Regions from separate parts of the Mus musculus genome. Here region 2 is linked to region 1. Evidence: chromatin contacts called from public HiChIP or PLAC-seq data. All regions are on one chromosome and are shown on one strand. Each heading gives the region's core, a stretch centred on a gene start, on an enhancer-like site or on the middle of the called end of the contact. The rest is flanking DNA. Distances are from core to core; before and after follow the strand shown.

Evidence for each region. HiChIP or PLAC-seq counts read pairs in DNA pulled down with a chosen protein or histone mark.
Region 2: an H3K27ac HiChIP or PLAC-seq map of heart atrium shows a contact between it and region 1, with 5 read pairs. The contact joins two enhancer-like sites. A contact is called at or near these places in 2 of 39 promoter capture datasets (the C10 cell line and pre-B cells), 5 of 115 datasets of contacts at active chromatin or transcription factors (astrocytes, embryonic basal ganglia, embryonic forebrain and 2 more) and 2 of 9 other capture datasets (adipose tissue and liver).

Annotation. Positions count from the first base shown.
Region 1 is chr11:88,580,547-88,583,788 of GRCm38.p6, forward strand. The region is part of intron 6 of Msi2 (musashi RNA-binding protein 2); the gene reads right to left. Among named protein-coding and RNA genes, the nearest start is that of 0610039H22Rik, 37 kb to the right of the region's middle. Within about 2 kb of position 1,970, at least 122 of the 459 cell types and tissues checked have an H3K27ac peak or open chromatin away from gene starts, as enhancers often do. A contact at or near this core is called in heart atrium, where this site is marked.
Region 2 is chr11:88,653,499-88,656,333 of GRCm38.p6, forward strand. The region is part of intron 5 of Msi2 (musashi RNA-binding protein 2); the gene reads right to left. Among named protein-coding and RNA genes, the nearest start is that of 0610039H22Rik, 36 kb to the left of the region's middle. Within about 2 kb of position 1,438, at least 30 of the 459 cell types and tissues checked have an H3K27ac peak or open chromatin away from gene starts, as enhancers often do. A contact at or near this core is called in heart atrium, where this site is marked.

The DNA.
Region 1 (3,242 bases), core at 720-3,219:
GACAAATGGCCTTAAAGACCACACTGGGTACAAAACTAAAACTAATTATCTGGCACTTTATAGAATAACTTTATTAATACCAGTATTTCATCCTCAAGGTCAGATATGGGAAAGGCAGACTCCTGTGACCAGAAATGGAGGTAAACATGGCCAGGAACTATTTTCAAACAAACCAAAGACTATTTTTCAACAAGAACCACACAACTTGTGGCCTTCTATGCCATAATATTTACTCTATATAACGATATTTATTCTATATAACAAGTTTTCTGTTGTTCTGTTGCTTTTCAAAACAGGGTTTTTCTCTGTATAGCCCTGGTTGTCCTGGAACTTGGTCTGTAGATCAGGCTGGCCTTGAACTCACAGAGATCCGCCTGCTTCTGCTTCCTGAGTGCTGGGATGAAAGGCGTGTACTAGCACCACCTGGCCTATATAACAAATTTTACAAATAGTTATAAAGTAATGGTTAGCTGACCTAAGCTGTAGATCAGCGGCAGAGTGCTTGTCTAGCATGTCCAAGGTCCTGAGTTCAAACCCCAGCATGACACAGAACCAAGTGTGGTGGTATATAGCCAAAAATGCCAGCATTTAGAAGTAGAGGCAGAAGGATCACAAGTTTGAGGTTCTTCATGACAACACAGGGAGTTTGGGGCCAGCCTGGACTAAAGTTCTCATCTAAAGAGTAGTGTGAGGGGGTATTTACTGGAAGACAGTCCAGATGGCTATCCTTCACCGTGAGTATCTCACATGAAGCCAAACCCCATGTCTTCTCACTAGAAGATTGGGGTGTGAAGCTTGAGCCTTCTGTCTGGCTGATCAGCTCTGAACCGATCACTTACCCTCTCCCAATCTCTCCCCAGCAGTTTAAAACAGGAGCCAATCCTATGGCACTGGGACAACTGACAGGCAAGTAAGGGTTAGGGGCAGACATGACAGGAATTCCGGAATCTGAACGTAATGTCAGCTAAGATGGAGCGACTACATTGTTAATCATCCCCTCTTTTGTTTACTAGTTTTTTTAAAAGAATGTTTTTGTAAAAGATAAAATATAAAAAAAAAATTAATTGTTCCAAGCCTTGGAAGGCCCGCAGCACATCCTCTCCCTGAGGCCTTCCGAGTCCTTCTGACGGTCCAGAAGAAAGCTGGAAACACAGTCAGGAAGCCTGCCTCTGAGCAGTCCACAGTCTCATTTATTTTTCCTTTAGTGAACAGCACCTTAAATTGTTTCTTTGAATGCTAACACGCCATAAGCAAGTCAGAAAATATTTACCTCTGCCTCCAATTATAAAAGGCCGTTAGCGACCTCAGCAACCAAAAATCTCTCATTATAAGTAATCCACTTGCAGAAATTGCATCTTCTACAGCAGACCACCTAAAACCACTTCCTGTAAACAAGGCTCTGCTGGGCTTTTAAATCTAATTAAATCCTCACTCTGCTCTCTAACTACAAGCGGCTCACTTTTCACTGAGCTAGGGCAGAATTTTTTCATTATTATTATTATTATTATTTCCAGTGGTCACAGAAATAATCCCCAAGCAGGAGCCAAACAGGAGTCCAAAAGGTCGCTGCACTCCAAACCACCACTGCCTGTTCTTCCTGTCTTCCCCGGACCACTCTCTCATTGAACAATTTCCAGCCTGGTTCATACAGGTCTTGTGCTAACTCTCCCCCACGGCTGCCGGAATAAATCGAGAAGGTACACTGTGAACAGGTGTGAAAGAGAATCCCAGGACACGGGGGTGGGGGTGGGGGGGAAGCTTCAGGCTGTGACCGCTCTGACGGTTCCTTTACTCCTAGGATCTGAGCTCCAGTCCTAGGTAAACAGTTACAACTGGTCACTCTACCTTTGGCCAGCCCAGGTTTGTGGGAACAAGTCCCTACAAGCAGGAATCTGTCTGTTACAAACAGTATCAGGATGGCTGGCTCACCGGCCCTGTGCTGCCTCCCACCCTTTCCTCTCTTCCATCTGTCTCCACCCACTCCAGCTGCAACAAGTAATGGCCAGCCCTCCACAACAACAGACCCTCCATCCAGGTTCCCCCATCACAGAAGAAAACGCATCCCACAAAGAAGAGAGCGCTGTCGCCTAGGTGGCAGAGAGTATGTGACCTTTCAGATCCCTCTTTGCCATCAGCGATACACCAAAAAGACAACACAAACCGAGGGAGAAACAGAAGCGGCGGGGACATGCTCAAGCTCCTATTTATTTTATGCAAAGTTTCCCTCGGTGTTCATTAATGCCTGCTTTCCCTCCACCATTTAATCTCTGCTTCCATTTCATTCTTAGGGGACTGTGACTATTCTAATTCAGCATTTGGATGACTTCATTTCCGCTCAAGTACACCCAGGTCAACTTGGAGAGAAAAGAAAGAGGAGGAGAAGAAAAAATAATCAGCTCAAAGCTATTAAATATCAGCCGCGAGCCTCGTGATTGGCTTTAAAGGCAGCAGTGAGGTTAGCAACAGTCAGAAACGCTAGGCTCCTGCCTCTTCCTGCCTGTTAACGTTTTATTCCTGGGTCTTTTCTCTACTGTGGCTTCGAATGTAAATAAAGCACCTATTGGCAGCCCACTTAGGGACTAAGTCACAGATATGGGGAGTCTCAAAATGCAGAACTGTAAAAACTTACAGGGCAGAAACTTGACAAACCGGGCCATTCTACACAGGCTATTCCTACGAGGACAAAGGAAGGGGGAAAAGGAGAAGAAAGGGGAAGAAAAAGAAAAGCATACATGACCCACGTAATGGGTGTCCTATTGATGGGGTGGGGGTGGGGCAGAATCTCCATATCAATGCTCACTCCACAGAATAATCGGGTCGGATGTCTATGCCAAGTCTAAATGAACTGTGCTTTCTCTCCCTGAAGAACCACCCCTTGCACCCACTGGCACAAGCCTGGGCCATGATTTCTGGTGCTTTTTCAGTTCCCACTGAAAACCATCTTGGGAGAGAAAGCTTTCCTTTCTCATGCTAACAACTCCTTTGTAAGTGACCTCTTCAGAGGCCTCCGGGAGGACTCTGGGAAGGTGAGCCCCCTGGAAGTACTTCCAGTTCGTTCGCTCCCATCCCCACCACAGGCCTCTTTAACTCCTTTGCTGCCAGGAGCTCCCTGGTCCTGCCTTCTTTCAAATGAACTAAAGCTGAACCCTGCAGGGCCACAGAGGAAAGCAGCAAAGGGTGAGGCCCAGTGCATACCTCGTATGCAAATGAACGTGGCATTTGATTAACATAATCTCAAAGTT
Region 2 (2,835 bases), core at 188-2,687, 72 kb after region 1:
CAATCAAACTAGAGAGTCTTATCACAGAAAGGGGGTAAAATAAATCTGAAAACACGATTCACAGACACACTGTGTCTCTTCTCTTCCCCACATTGACTTCCAAGTCCCCTAGGCATCTCAGTAAAAACGGGCACCATGATCAAATTCCAAAGTGTGTCTCCCACACGGAGAAAAGCTTACTAGGTGCCCAGTGAGAAGCAAACATGATATATTACTACGTTACTATACAAGAGGAGACTAAGATCATTTCCCAGTATGACGTTAAAAAAAAATCAAGTCTGTAACATTCAAAGCATCTGAAGATGCTGCAGTTCGCTAAGGTAAAAACATCTCCCACAACCCTGCCTCTTCACAAGCCTTTGCTTTCCCAATACAAAGTCACAAAATGGAGAGAATAATAAAACCTGTCCTCTTATCCCTTCGGGGCATCGAGATCACTTCAGAGAAGCCTGAGACATTTACCTAGTGTTTACTAAGAAGGGCCATATGCCTGGTAGTCTTGGGTCATGTGACATGGCACTTTAGGACACACTGGCGCTCCCTGCACCTGCTACAATGTCCCTCCCAGTTTTGGGGACTCACTGAGATGCAGCAGAACTCTCGTACATCCCTTGCAGGGCTCAGCCCCAAGAGTATCAAGACAACTGACCCACTCAGCTCTTGGGCTCCTCTTTCTTGACATCTCAACTCTCCCCCTTTTATTCAGCTTTTGTAGAAACTTCTAGAAACCCAAGTCACCTGACTCCAGCCTGATACCTCAAAGCAGGTCTGCCTGTGGCTGTGGGCTCATCAGGAAACTGCATGGAAATACAAGCAGGAACACAGAATCGTATGTCCTGGGCCAGTTGAAAAAGTTTCACTATGGAGTTTAAGCTGTTCTAGACACAACAGAACAATAAGACCAAAAAGCCTCTTCAGGCAAAGAAAACAATATAATCTCATCCCTTGTCTGGCCGGAAATACGAATTCGAAGATAAAGGTACCAGAGCCTGGAACACTAGGGCCCTACATGGCCTGTGATAATCCCTGCAAAAAACCACACTGGTACCCATGACTCTGGACATTACATCATCCACTCCCTTAAACATTAGCTAAGACCTGTGGATGGAGAACCACCCAGGGCAGGGTAGAATGTCCAGCTATATGCCTTCGATTCACTTGTGTACTAGTTAAGAACCAATTAGAGAACTTGGGGGAAGAGAGTGGGTAGGTCTCAGGAAGCTGAGAGACAGTTCACACTCAGTACACCTGGAGTGGCAAGCATAGCCTGAACGCTGACGGCACAGTCCCTCAAGTGGCCCTCTGGTCACAGTGGCCCTCTAAACGGGATGCCTTCTGTCCTGCTTGCTGACTGAAAGGAGTTGGAAACCCTACCACCGGCCCTCCTGTGTCATTATTCAACAACAAACAGAAACTATATTTAGAACTGTTTCCATGAAGGCGCCACGGGCAAAGGCCACTCAACCTCGGAGACGCAGAAAGGTGAAATGAGGTTACCCTCCCCGCTCCCAGCCATCTATTCAACACAGCATCTCATTTTATAAATGGACCTTAAAATTCACAGGAGGAAAGACAGTTTTCCCAGGAGCCACTGCGTCCATTCTGCAAAATTACGTAACTCAGAAAATGAGGGTTGTGATTTGATTATGCCTTCAACAGCCTGGTGCCAAGGCGACCAGCTCACCGTGCCCATCAACCGCTGGTAGGGAACAAAAACACAGAAGAGCAGAACAACTCTAGATAAACCCTTTTGCAGTAACCCACGTAAGTTAAGTCTTAAGCAAACCTCTTGATAGCCTCAGTGGCCCAGGTTTGCCGCACCCCACCCTAAAGCAAACTCCACGGAGGGTTTTTGGCCCACCCAGTTGGGTAGAAAAGTACACAGCTCCAAGCTTGGGCTGACTGAGTAGTTTGTCCTTATTGGAAGTTTATACTTGCCTCACACACAAGGGGTACTGTTGGAAGGAATCAAATAATTTACTGTTGGACATTCTGGTTTCAAGGACAGCACATGCCCTTAGGAAAGCAAAAATGTTACCATTTACCTTTTAAAAAAAAAATTACTAGCTTTTTATTTCGAAGCAAGTTAATGGAAATAGGGCTTTTTCAAAAATGCAGTTGAAGGTGCTGAAACCTCCTGGAATCAACCTCCTTCTGTAGAATGTAGAGCTGTTTAACAGAGGGAAATTAAAAAAACAAAAAACAAAAAAAAAGTTCTTAAGAGTTGTATTCCAGTGTCCTGCAGGAGCCCCAGGTGAGGCCTCCCTTGAGCCCACAGATCTCTACCTACGCTCTGAGCTGTCACATAGGTTTTAACTAAAGCACATTTATTTATCATCTCAACTGTTCTTTGTCCTCCTCGCTGGGCTTAATGTAGACAAAACAGGGCTAATTGTGTCTATTTCACCAGTAAGAGTGGAGGCTGCTTTCATAATCTTGTCACAAGAACCAAGCCACTTGAGACACCCCAGAGGTCATTCGTCTACGGTGCTGCGCTGGGGAGACCAGGATTCCTGAGTGAAGAGGACTATGTCATCTTTCTGCACTCGGGACAAGACACTCGTCCTTGACTGTAAGCGTGCAGCCAGGTCTTTCTATACAGGCCCAAGTGGATAGGCTCCTTGCCTGGAACAGCCTCTCACAGACCCAGGTCAAATGTCCCCCTCTTAATTCTGGGAATTTCACAATGCAAAGGGACAGGGAGGGGAAGGGAGGGGCGGGGCTTCACTTTCAGATGTTTCCATTTTTCTCAGCAAGGTTCATACTCTAAAAGCAAAAGATGCTGAATTCAAAAGGAAGGTAATGATTATTTTTCATGACAAAAACCTTCCCAGG